Regions from separate parts of the Macaca mulatta genome. Here region 1 is linked to region 2. The links are chromatin contacts, called in public Hi-C maps. All regions are on one chromosome and are shown on one strand. Each heading gives the region's core, a stretch centred on a gene start, on an enhancer-like site or on the middle of the called end of the contact. The rest is flanking DNA. Distances are from core to core; before and after follow the strand shown. Region 1 holds the start of ENC1 (ectodermal-neural cortex 1). Region 2 overlaps ARHGEF28 (Rho guanine nucleotide exchange factor 28).

What was found. Hi-C and Micro-C count contacts between places; a contact is called where the count stands out from the background.
Region 1: a contact with region 2 is called in a Hi-C map of sperm, with 3 times the contacts expected there. The contact joins the promoter of ENC1 here to the enhancer-like site in region 2. A contact is called at or near these places in 9 of 14 Hi-C or Micro-C datasets (CD4 T cells, blood, fetal cortex germinal zone and 4 more).

What each region holds. Positions count from the first base shown.
Region 1 is chr6:81,024,177-81,030,505 of T2T-MMU8v2.0, reverse strand. It overlaps ENC1 (ectodermal-neural cortex 1), which reads left to right and starts at 3,458. Exons shown (of 3, transcript NM_001260583.1): 1 at 3,458-3,870.
Region 2 is chr6:80,287,595-80,293,949 of T2T-MMU8v2.0, reverse strand. It overlaps ARHGEF28 (Rho guanine nucleotide exchange factor 28), which reads right to left. Exons shown (of 36, transcript XM_078004863.1): 34 at 1,282-1,767. Among named protein-coding and RNA genes, the nearest start is that of ARHGEF28, 280 kb to the right of the region's middle. Within about 2 kb of position 1,424, at least 3 of the 40 cell types and tissues checked have an H3K27ac peak or open chromatin away from gene starts, as enhancers often do.

The DNA.
Region 1 (6,329 bases), core at 2,209-4,708, 730 kb before region 2:
GCGTCTCCATCTGTCCACCCTGCTTCCCTCCCTTCCCCTTCAGGGGTGTTGATCGCAACATATGTGCTACTGGGAGGTGTAGTCCCTGGCTGGGCGTCCACTTCCCAACACGAACTTGACACTATGGAAGAGGAGCACAAATCTTTGGTGGGCAGTTGGCCTCTCTGCCACACTGTGTCTCCAGTACACGCTTTGAAGTCCATCTAGCAAATAACACGGGGAAGGAAAGCTGTGCTATCTTCCTTGCACAGATTCAGAAAGTGTTCTCACAAAACAAAGAGGGCACTTTTGGAATACCAGCAGGGAACATGTCTGAATTTGGGTGGGGCTTCAGGAGACCACAGGAGGCAGGATGGCAGCTGCTTAGCCTACTGTTTGTTCTAATCCCCTGAGCTGTCCTGTCCCTGGTACCATGATCGCACCGTGTTAATTAAATCATTCTCATTAATTCAGCCCAAGTGTAAATTAGGAAGGAATGAAGATAAATTAGGTTTGAAGGCAGCTAATACATTTAACCCCATGCTGCTTATTTTGCGGCCTAACAAAATAACATTGTTAAGGGAGATAACAAGCCCAAAGCCTTGGGCACAGCTTCTTAATAGCATTAAAAAATGAGACTTTGGTTTGATGTCACAAGACAGAGGCAAAGACCTGCTCCCGGGGGCCTACAGGACTGGCCTAATATCTTGTGTGAAGTGTTGGCTATTGTGTAACGCGGATACAGTACAAGCAGCATTTCCTGACTTGTTTGTGACTCAGATATCTGCTATGTCTATGGCCGTCCAGTTTTGATGACAGCCCTGTTTAGAAGTTTCTTCCTGTACAGAATGAAGACTTGCTCAGCTTTTCTTTGTGTGAGTGGGGTGATAAGAGTTACCTTTAGGATTGGCTGAGAGATGCTGTGGGATTATACAGTTTGAGTTGCTATGATCATAAATTTGCTAACTTGCAAATCATTTTCAGCTGAGATAAACATTAAAAACTGCCCAACTGCCCGAAAACTAGTCATACATTGGCTCAAGCAAACCAGAGTACAGTTTGTAGGAGGTCATCAGTAGCACACATGATTTCCAAACTTACAAGTTTAGTTCTTGTGACTTTCAGCAGGAAAATGTTTTCCAGATTTTAGAACTTACATAAGCTAACGTCTTTTCTCTTGTGTTGCTTGTCTACCCGAGGCAGATGAAGCGAATGTATATGGTCACTGAATGCATTTCAAGATTTTCCAGTCTACAGCTTTTTTTCTTTCTTTTATTGAAGCATAGAAAGTGGCAACATTAGGTAGAAAAGATACAGGAAACTGGCACCAGTGGATGGTGATACAATGGCCAGAGGATTTCTTTCCTTTCTCAGCCCTGCCTGCTTAGCAAAGTTCTTCGCAAAGAGATCTGAACTTTGCTGTTCCCTTGGTTAAGGACATCCCGCAGTTTCCAGGCAGTAAAGATACATACCTGTCCCTAGTTCGGTCGCTTCCAGTGGCAAAATCTCCAACCAACCAGCTGAGCTATGTACAGAGTCCATTTCTAGGCAAGGGCATCTAGGTGCCGTTTTAGGTAGATTTGACTCACAAAGGAGGCAGACAGAGCAGGTCTAGAAGGTGTCTAAAAGGTGCGTTAGTGGCTGCCTTGATGAGCTCCCCCACACCTTGCTACAGGCCACAGAAACATGTTTTAAAAAGACACATGTGCAATAGTTACACATTTCCACCTCCCATCTTTTCAGCACCTATCTCTGGAGTCTGCAGTTTCCATCTGTCTGGTCTTCGCTTCAGAACCTGGGTGCTGCTTGCCCGCGCTCTGTAACCTCGCAGCCCCCCTGACTCTCCATTCGCGGTTCTTGCCATGAATTGATCCGGGCTGTGTCTGTGAAGCAGCCTCGAGCCGAGACTGACTCTGCATTAAAAATATATATATTGAAAGGTTCGTGGTGAGGCTGCCGAGTTAATGCTAACAAAGGACTTCAGAGGGCACTGTCTTTCTTTGTTTGCAAGGAGCGAAATTTCTCGGCGCAAATACCAGGAGGGAACAAGGGTAAAGGAAAGTGAAATTAGAGTGAAGAACTGACAGTCTTGGTTTCAGCAGTCTGGACTCTGGAAGCACCACGGTGGGTCCTCTGTAGCCAGTTTAAACCGCTCCTGCACCTAGTGTTTTAAAGCAAGCTGGGAGGCGAAGCGCGGGCGCTCGGGGACGCGCGAACCCGGGGACGGAATTAACTCTGTCGTGGGGCCCTCACTCTCGAGCTGCAGAGCTGGGACACTGTTGCTAAGTGACTACGAGCCAGGCAACTCACATCTCCCTGGGCCTCGGTTTCCCACCTGTAAAACAAGGGAGCTGGACCAGTCATCTATCCCGTTCCTTTATACACTTAATTCCAAACACCGAATAAAAAACAGACATTTTAGCTCCCAGTGGAAAGACAAGTCTCTAGTTGCAAAGATAAATGGGATTCGTAAAAGTGATCACCACGCGAGATTATTTTTCGAATCGCCTTCCTTTCTCCTGGCACGCGGGGCTATTAAACGTGTGTGTGCGCTGAGCCATTTCTTTACTGAACTCCAAACTACCACCACCGAGCGATAAAAAACAGGAGAGGGTGATGGAGGCTTTATCGCTAGGAGAGGAGGTGGCGTGGCTGCTGCTTTGAGGAGTTCACTTTGAATCAAGCGGCCGCGGCGATTGGCTGAAAAGCACGTGGTGCGCGCCCCGCAGAACTGCACCCCGGCTGCCGCTGCAGTCGCCTGGCTTAGGGCAGAGTCCAGCCGTGGGTGCCGCACCCGCTGGGGAATGGGGAGGGAGGACACATGGGAAATGCCTGGGGCTGGAGTCTCTTTGGCTCTCTGCCAGTAAGAAACTTAAAAGTCCTGGCTTGCTCAACCCGAGTGTCCCCAAAGCTTTCAGACTTTTGCCCTTCCATTGCCACTATCTCTCCCCACTCTGGGCGTCCTACCCAAGGAGCTATCTATGCGTGCCCAGGGCTTGTCCTGTGGATATCCAGCTCGCCCCTTGCTGCCCTTTTTAGAGCATCGCGCGGGCTCTGGCATCACCGAGCGTACAACGCCGGGCTGCGCTCCCCTGAGGTGCGTCCCTCAGATCCGGGACTGTCCATTAACCAGGCTGGCTCAGAGAGGCGCAGACACACTCGAACCCGGGAAAACTTATTTTATTCTCGGTTCCCGGGGTTGCAGCTGCCAGCGGCTGAGACAGCGCGTCCGCTTTGTCTCTCTGCAGTCCCCGCAGCCCCCCTCTCCCGCTTCCTCTCCCGATTAACTCCCCCGACACGCTCTTCCCCAGCTCCTCTCCTCCTCCCACTCCTTCTCCTCCTCTTCCTCCTCCTACACCACGGGCCGCGCTAATGCGCTTCCTCCCTCCCCCGGTGTCGGTCTCTTTGCATACGCGCCCCCTCCCCTCCCCGCCGCGCCACTTATAGCGGGGCGCACCGCGGCGGGGCGCAGACTGCTCTGGCAGCCGGAGAGGAGGCGGTGCGGCGGTGGCGCTGCGGAGACCGGGTCCAGACGCCTGGCGGCAGCCGGCGCACAAGGCGCTTTCTAGCTCCCTCCCCCGAGCACACAGCCCGCCTCCTTCCGCGGCGCCTGCAGTGGCAGGCTTGCTCTCCGCTCCGGTGACGCGCTCCGGTAGACGCTCTGCGGGTCCTGGACGCCGGGTGCGCGGCGTGGGGACAAGAGGCAGAGGCGAACGCCAGCGGTAGCCAGTCCGCGAGCCATCGTTCGGGGCGCAGTCCTCTCCCCGGCTGGCGCTCCTTTCTCCGGGGCATTCGCCACCGCTTCCCGGGGCTGAGACGACCGATTCGTCGCCTCCTTGCCCGTGACCGACGCTAGAACTCAGTTGTGCGTTGCGGCCAGTCGCCACTGCTGTAAGTTTCCCCCACTGCCCCGGACCTGTTGCAGGCGCTGCCGGCTTCAGGGGCTGCTTCGGCTGCAGGGGTGTGTTCGCGAGGGGTGAGCGTGCTCCGGGCAGCCGGCAGCTTCCACTTGAGGCCAGGGGGAACTCTTCTAGGTGCGGAGACCATGGTGCCCGCCGCTGCCCTTCCACAGCAGGCAGGAGCCGGGCATCGCCAGAGAGGTCGACCGGTGGTGCAATGTCCGGGGCGAGCCGCTGGGGAAGCGAGGAGCAGAGCTAAGGATACAGTCAGCCTCTCTCCTCCGCGGAAAGCAGCGCTTTCCTGGGGGTGAATGTCGCGCTGCGTCGCTCCCCGCAGCCTCCAGGGCGGAGCGCGCGGAATCGTTGGCCCACGTTGCATCCTTCCCGGCTCAGAGGAAAGTTGGGGCCACGCACAGACACCCTGAGAGCGGGCATGTTCACTGCGGCGGAAATGTCTTATAGAGAATGAATGAAAACTGTTTTCTGAAAAACTAGTTTCTTGATCTGTCGTGTTAACATTATTAGTTACAAAGGACAGGAATTGGGCGGGGAGATGAAACATTGAATTTATCCACATGCAGTTTGGTGTCACACAGGCATGGCCAGCTTGTTAAATAGCTTTGCAAGTGTTAATAAAAAGACTCTGGCAAGAAGCTACTTTTGTTAACAAGATCTTTATAATGTTCTGTTGTTACCGGTAATATAAATGCCCAGAAAAAAATCTGCCTAGTTTCTCTTTTGATTGGATTGAGATCAGGTTCAAAACCTGGAGAAGCGTGCGGGACGCTAAGCATTGGAGGCAGAGAGCCTGAATTAGGAGCATGAAGTGAACTGAAGTTACTGTAACTGAAGCCCTTTTGATGTTCACAGTAATAGCCCTTTTCTCTGTCTTCTTTGTAGACGCAGATTAAGTATAAGTGTGCATTTTCTTGGCCACTTACTTGATATGCAAATGTGATTTCTCTGGGGGCTTAAAAATGCTGGAAAGATGATTCATTTTATGTTGAAGGTGTGTTCAGTGACTTGTATACGTGGTTTCTGCTGATATTTTGAAGTTTGCACACTTTTAAACCAGAAAGCAAGTATTTCCCCTTGGGTTTCCAAGTTTACTTTTTATTTTAATCAAACATTTTTGCAAGAATGTTGATTGTGATTTTGGCTGTGACGTGCTTTTCCATCTGGATGGTATCCAAGATGACAGGCTAGGCTCTTCCTTCTGGCTTGTTGGGCCAGCCTGGAACATACAGGAGCATAAACACAGGATGTGGAGAGATGTAGATCCTATATCCTAAGGTCTTCTAAACAAATTGTTTTCTTAGCTGTAGGTCTGGTTGTGAATGTTGTTTTGCACCATCCTGAATCTAATGTTCAGGGAAATGTGTTCTGGGCCCAGCATGATTCCAGCTCAACGTGTAAGCATTTTGGTGTCTGTGCACCTAGTTTCAGGGAACCTCATTATTCCTTCAGTCAGGGCAGCATTTGCTCTTCGCCTGAGAGGCAGTAGCTTCATAGGAGGATGTAGACAGTCTATCCAGGTTTAGACTTAAAGTCTTCCTCCAAATACTTCAGACTGAATGTACTAATTAAAATAACAACTACAGTGGTGGAGCATTGAGAATGCTAATGGATGTTTTAACCCTTTGGAAACCTGATGCATTCCCCTAGGTTCACATGGTCATTTTCCAGAACACTGGGCATTGGTTAGAATGGAGTAGACAGTAGACACTTAGCCTGAGGTGGGAGTGAGGCTGGCTCCTCACCATTTTTTATATCCCAAGTCACTGTGGAGATTACTGGGTGCTTTGTAAAGTCTTCCTAACACTGTAGCTCTAGGACTTTGTTGCTTCCTTTCTTCCACTAAGCCATGTTTACTCATCATAAAAAATTACATTCCAAAAAGGAAAGAAAACTAGTTGCATCACCTAATGGCGTGAGGTATATGTGTCCTGCCCCTGCCTTTGTGGTTTTCTGTGCAGTCTCACAGCGGGGCTCACATCTGGTTGGGGAGGTGCAAGTTAGTATTTTAGCCCATGAATCTGTGGCAAATCATTCATTTGCATTTATTAATAATTCTTAGAATGTAAATTTAAAAATATCTGAATGGTTAAAGGAAACAGAGTTTCAGCTGCGCTTTCAGGACTGGCTGTTCTGTGTCTGGAACAGATACTGTAACCAGCCACACAGTTTACCCTCTGGGGATAAACAACGGGATAAACAGCTTCCTTAGGAATCCTTGGACAGGCAGCTTCTTGAGGACTTCATTCCTTTGAAGTAACAGAGGGGTGGTATGAAAGAAAAGGATGAAGGCATGTGATTCAGTTTTTGAAGATGGATGACAAGCATTTCCTATGTCTCTAGCCTACTGTTTTCTTACTGAAGAAAGCCAAAAGATAGCATTAGATTCTACTATAATTTCATTGTAGATACTGAGGAAAGCACTGTAGTCAGCAA
Region 2 (6,355 bases), core at 175-2,674:
TCAGTAAAAGTAAGGTCAAGATTACCACTTCTTTTCTCCCCCCACCCCATCCTCTTTTAATGAGCTAGTACCAAAAACTTCAATTTGTTATGCATGGCATGTCTTTAACAAAAAAAAAAAAAAAAAAAAAAAAAAGAGTGGCGAGAGTGGCGTTCTATGACATTAAAGTGTTTCCACTTTATTTTAATCAGAGAAAGCAGCATTTTTTACTTTTGCTAAATAAAAAAGTTGAAAACATATCCATATATACATGAGGAGTTAGCAATAAACATAATTTAGCCAACTTAAAAGGAAAAACAGATTGCAACAGAGATCTTGTAAGCTTATCAACTTCTACAACTTCATGCACTATCAATAAAAAAACATACATGCTCATAACACAGGAAAATAAACTCCTGGGACCAATGGGATTGTCAAGCATGGTTAGAAAAGATGCAAATAAATAACTCTTACTAGTGAAATGGATTTTGAATTTACTATATCAAATTTACAAAGAGAGAATAAGCTCGGCATAACAGAATAGTATTATACTTGCTAAATTCAGTGCCTATAGTATTTATTAATAGTTAATTGATCTTCTAAAAGCTACTTCTACATAGAACTCTTAAGACAGATCATATAAAGACAGTCCTTCAAATACTGGGAAAGAGCAAGCTCACGGTGAGTGTGACTCCAGGACAAACCCACTTGGGCCTTTCTAGGACAACTAGATTCTATGTTTGTTCCTTAGGTAAGGGCATCTCAGGCAGAGTGCAGTGATCCCATAGGACCTGGGCCCTTACACTGTCCATTTTTTTTGAAACGGAGTTTCACTCTTGTCACCCAGGCTGGAGTGCAATGGCGCAATCTCGGCTCAATGCAACCTCTGCCTCATGGGTTCAAGCGATTCTTCTGCCTCAGCCTCCTGAGTAGCTGGGATTACAGGCGCCCCCCCACCAAGCCCAGCTAATTTTTGTATTTTTAGTAGACACCAGGTTTCACCATGTTGGCCAGGCTGGTTTCGAACTCCCAATCTCAGGTGATCTGCCCGCCTCGGCCTCCCAAAGTGCTGGGATTACAGGCGTGAGCCACCGCGCTTGGCCCACACCATCCATATTTTAAGTCAACATGGATATGTACTGTCTCTGAAAGCTTCCCGCTTTGGCTACCTACAAATTGAGAAATCCTCATGAGGTCTTACACAAAAACCAAAATGACAGATGTGTGGTTAGTGTCCTAGGAACCCCCAGGCCCAGCCCTGTCTTTGAGAGGCTGCCTCACAGCACCCTAGAAGGTCCATACCTCGGGGCCACCTGGAAGGAACACCGCGGGCAGGCTCCTCTGCCGGCCGTGCTTCCAGTGGCTCAGCAGGCTCTGCTGGGCCTGCATCCTCGCCCGCTCCCTCTCTACCAGGCGCTGGCCCTCCCTCAGCCGCTCCAGGCTGTGCTGATACTCCTGGAGCTGGAGGTCCAGCTCCCCACGGCTCCGCAGCAGCAGCTCCTCCTGCGACTGGCACTCCCGCTCCCGCTCCTGCAGCCAGCTCTCCTTGGCCGCCTGCGCCCGCTGCTGCTGGTCACACCTGCGGAGCCAGCGCCGCTGCTCCTGCTGGAGCTGGTGCTGGAGCTGATGCACGTTGGCCAGCTCCTCATGCTGCCTGTCCGCGTCGCGGGACTTCTGGTCCTGCAAAGGGCCGCCTCGGAGGACAGAGTGGCCGAGAGACAGGCCCTCCTGCTGCTCGAGAACCAGCCTGTGGATCTCAATGTGGCTGTCCTGAATGGTCAAGGCGGCCTGTCAGAGCAGACAGAGGAAAAATAATCAAACACAGGCTTCCATTGTTATTGTTTACGCTTTCCGCTGGAACTACCTCGAAACACAAAACGCAGGCCCGAACTCATTTCTCTTAATATTTCTGGCCTTTTCCTAAGTTACCTCCAAAGGCAAGATTTGTGGCATTCCACAGAGGCTTGTCTACATATGTCCTAGGGGTATGACCTGTGAATTCATAGAGAAAAGAAACAAAGCCCAAAAGCTGTATCATCCTCTCCTATGGAAAGGTAATTTGGTGCTGGTTGTTGGGTGATAGTTAAGCCAGTCTCCCGAATACGAACTCGGCATGTAAATTCACAAGGCTGTGCATTCCTGTTCTACATCTCACTCTCTTGCTGAGGTCTCCCTAGTCAATCGTTCATGAGAACTTAAGAATCCACATAAACCTAGTAGTATCCTTTCTTTGAGTCCCAAACCAGAAATTACTTGAGCTACATTGCATTACAAAGACATAAAAATAAAAATCAACTATTTGGAGACTTTTGGTAAATAATGTTTTTATAACATAATGCCTGAGAATAGCAGTTAATACCATTTTTAGGAGATACGTAAGTGGCTAAAGCTAGTCTCATTACTGTTACATCTTTGTATTATAGCAGGAAGGTCATGCACACAAAAACTAAGCTGAAATTTATTTGTTTAATAGATCGCTAACAGGAGGCTGAAATGATGAAGGGAAAATAGATACTCTAAAGCCCAGAGGACATTACCAACCAGATTAAAAAAACATTTTGAGTTACGGTATCTGCCTATGAAAAGTTTGGCAACATCACAGGAAATAATTACCAAGATTTGGAAAGATTCCACAAAACCAAAAAGATCTCTGTGAATGCCCTTGGAAGCTTTTAATTTTAAAAGTTCCCATTTAGAGTGCAAAGCAGAACAGAAGGGACAAATTGAAAATGGACACATACTGGGTATGTGTGTATGTTTTGACTCCATATGAGAAATCATTACTCTCCTAGGGATAAATTCACATTTTTCCTTCCTCAGAATTTTTTAAACTGTCCATATAACAGATATTGGGAAGATGGGGATTTGACCATAAGTTCTTTGTCAGCTCAGCAGTTTCCTATACTTTTGAAAGTTAAAGAACTAAGGTATATTTTAAATTCATACTTGTCTTGGAATACGACTCAAAAATGTATTCACTGGGGCCTTTTGAAAGAAAATTCATATTTTTAAATTTGGAAATTAATCTTTAAAATTTCAGACACATGACTAGTTAGTGGCTTTTGGGAGTTGTTATAAATAAAACAATGATTATCATTCAGAATAGGTATTAATTACTATGATCTTTAAATATGAAATAATGAGCATGCAATAAACCACTTAGGACTCTGTTGATCTGGCTAAATAAAATTGTAGACTTTACATCACCACTTAACTCTAATAAATCCTAAGGGACAGTATGGTAAGACAAACAAAAATCCAATACTTTCTAGGTCAAAACTACCACAACAACGCTCACGTAAGGGTTACAGTTATAGTAATTAAGTGCTGCTGTGAGGTACTCTTCATGTCTATCTAACATTTGGGATAAGGCCATTCTTTTCCCTTGTATAGAGGTGGAATCTGAAGATTGGATATTCATCTAAATTTAAATATTCATTTAAAGCTAAATGAATAATCTTCACACTTAAAGTTTACATTTATATTTAGGACAGAGAACAGCACTTGCTTTTCAAGTTTAGGGAAATTCCCAATTCACTCGCTTAACTTTACTTTGCTAGAATATCTGTGTCTTTTCCTTTTTGCCCTGTCTATGCCTCATTTATAACTCTATTTTCCTAATACAGGGATCAAATTTCATTCCACCTGATTCAAAATTGTTTATATAAAAACTTCAGTCACGTATAAGACATTCAGCTTCAAAAAAGACGACTGTGCCATGAACAGAAATCTTTCAAAGCCCATGGCCTTGGACCAGCTCAGAAGCTCTGGTTAGGTTAGGAGAATTCACTGTAGACTTTGATATTTCCCATGTTGCTTTAACCTAATGTGTTGCAAAAATTAGGTCATTCAGGTGATCAAGCTTTTCTGGACCTTGAATCTACACAGAGCTGCACTCAGGGTTGAAAAGAAGACACATGACCTGTGAGTGTTTTCATCAGGCAACACCAGCCAGAATGCTCAATGTTTTCATCCCCCAAGTTAATGGCTGCTGCTCAAACTGTATCCCTTCTCAGCTGACATTTAAAATAAAGATTATTTGTCTTACATGATACATTGATTTCTAAGAACATCAACCCCAGAACCGCACCTCTAGCCCAAGACACTAAAAGCATTCTCACTAAATCTTGAGCAAGACAAAGAGCTTGCTATCACCACTATTATTTAACACATTTTTAAAAGTCCTAGCCTAAGCAGTAAGCCAAGAAAATGAAATTCATGTAATTATTGACAAATAGCCATAATATCATTACTTTCTAATTTTTATTTTCTACCTGGAATACTTCAAAAAATCAATGGAAAAACTATTAAAATGAAAAATAAAGTTCAATGAGTTGGCCAGTTACAATATAAGTACCCCAAATCAATACTTTTATTTATATTAGCAACAACCATTGGGGACACAAAATGAAAAAAAAAAATGTATTCATAATAGCAGTAAAGAGAACTATGAATAAACTTAGTGAAAAAAATGTATATATACACACACATCATACTATATGAAGACAATTACAAAGCTCTCCAGCAAATCATAAAATAAGAGATGACTGACCAATGTTCTTATATGAGTAAGTGATTAAGGTAAAGGTGTTGATTCTCTCCAATTTAATTCAAAAATGTAATGAAATTTTAATTTAATGGCGTTGGTAAGAGATAAGAAACTTGTTTAAGAGCTCTCGTGGGGCTGGGCGCAGTGACTCAGATCTGTAATCCCAGAACTTTGGGAGGCCAAGGCAGGTAGATCACTTTGAGCCCAGGAGTTGGAGACCAGCCTGGGCAATATGGTGAAACCCTGTCTCTACTAAAAATAGAAAAACTCACCAGGTTTGGCGGCACATGCCTATAGTCTCAGCTCCTTGGGAGGCTGAGGCGGGAGGATGGCTTCAGCCCGGGAGACGGAGGTTGCAGTGAGTTGAGATCGTGCCACTGCACTCCAGCCTGGGTAACAGAGCCAGACCCTGTCTCAAAAAACTAAATAAATAAAAAATAAGAGCTCTTGTGGAAGAATATATAAATATGCATAGAAAAATAAGATTAGCACTGTCATATACTCAAATGTAATCCAAGGCTTTAACAATTCAGATTTTGGTCCTAGAGCAAGAATAAAAGGTCATAAGAGAAAGAAGTCCTGATGGAGTCAAAATCTAAATAACTAAACACTGAATGCAGCATGCCTTTATATTTTCTGCTGAGAACTTAGGCTTCATTTTATTTTCTTTTAAATTCAACAAGATATGAAGCATGAATGAATAATAAACCAGTGAGGGAAAAATGTTTTGTCTCAGTAGTAGTCAAAGAAGTACAAATAAAATAATCAGATACCCTAATCCATCTTCAAATGGAAGAGAAAAAGAGAGAATGTTGGTTGATTTGATTATTTTGGCAAAGTCTATTGAAAACCTAAACAAAATGATTCTTCTTATTTATCCTAAGGAAACGGTCAGATGTATTCAAAGAGATGAGTACACAAGGATGTCCTCTACAGTGTTGTTAATAATACAAAAGTGTAAACAATAAGGGATTGAATAAACCCCACAGACTTGAATTTAATATATACTCATTAAAAAGTATGCTACAGAACAATAATTGATGACAGAGAAAGTTACATGTTACAGAAGAGTGCATAGGAAACAATTCTAAAATCGAGCTTTATATACCAACATGATAATTTTAATTCTCTTTGTAGAATCAGAAATAATTTTCTTTCATTTACTTGTATTCTCAAATTTTTCTACAAATTTCTCAACAATCCAAACATTGCATGCATGTATATCCTTTTGAGATATATTTTAATGAGTAAATTAAGCCATCGGACACACTGAGCCTCTTTCTTGTGCATGGTCTAAGCTAGTGGTCTCCAACCTTTCTGGCAGCAGGGACCTGTTTTGTGGAAGACAGTTTTTTTTTTTAATGGATGGGGTGCGGTGTGGTGAGAATGGTTTCAGGATGAAACTGTACCACCTCAGATCATCAGGCATTAGATTCTCATAAAGAGTGGGCAACCTACATCACTAAATTGCATGCGCAGTTCACAATAGGGTTCACGCTCCTAGGAGAGTCTAATGCCACCACTGATCTCACAGCAGGCGGAGCTCAGGTGGTACGGCTCACTTGCCCCTGGCGCACCTCCTGCTGTGCATCCTAGACGGGTACCACCCTGCACCTAGGGGTTTGGAGACCCCAGCCTAAGGGATCATCCCACCATTTAATCCTAAATGCAAGCATGATTTTTTTTTTAATGTCTCCTTTTCCTTGAAAGACAGTAAGCCATTTGAGAGCAGGCTGTGTGGCTCATTTGCCTTTGTGTGCTCAGCCCTCAGCATACTCAGCACAGAGACGGGCACCGCGTGTTCATCCCCTCAACATTAATAAATTT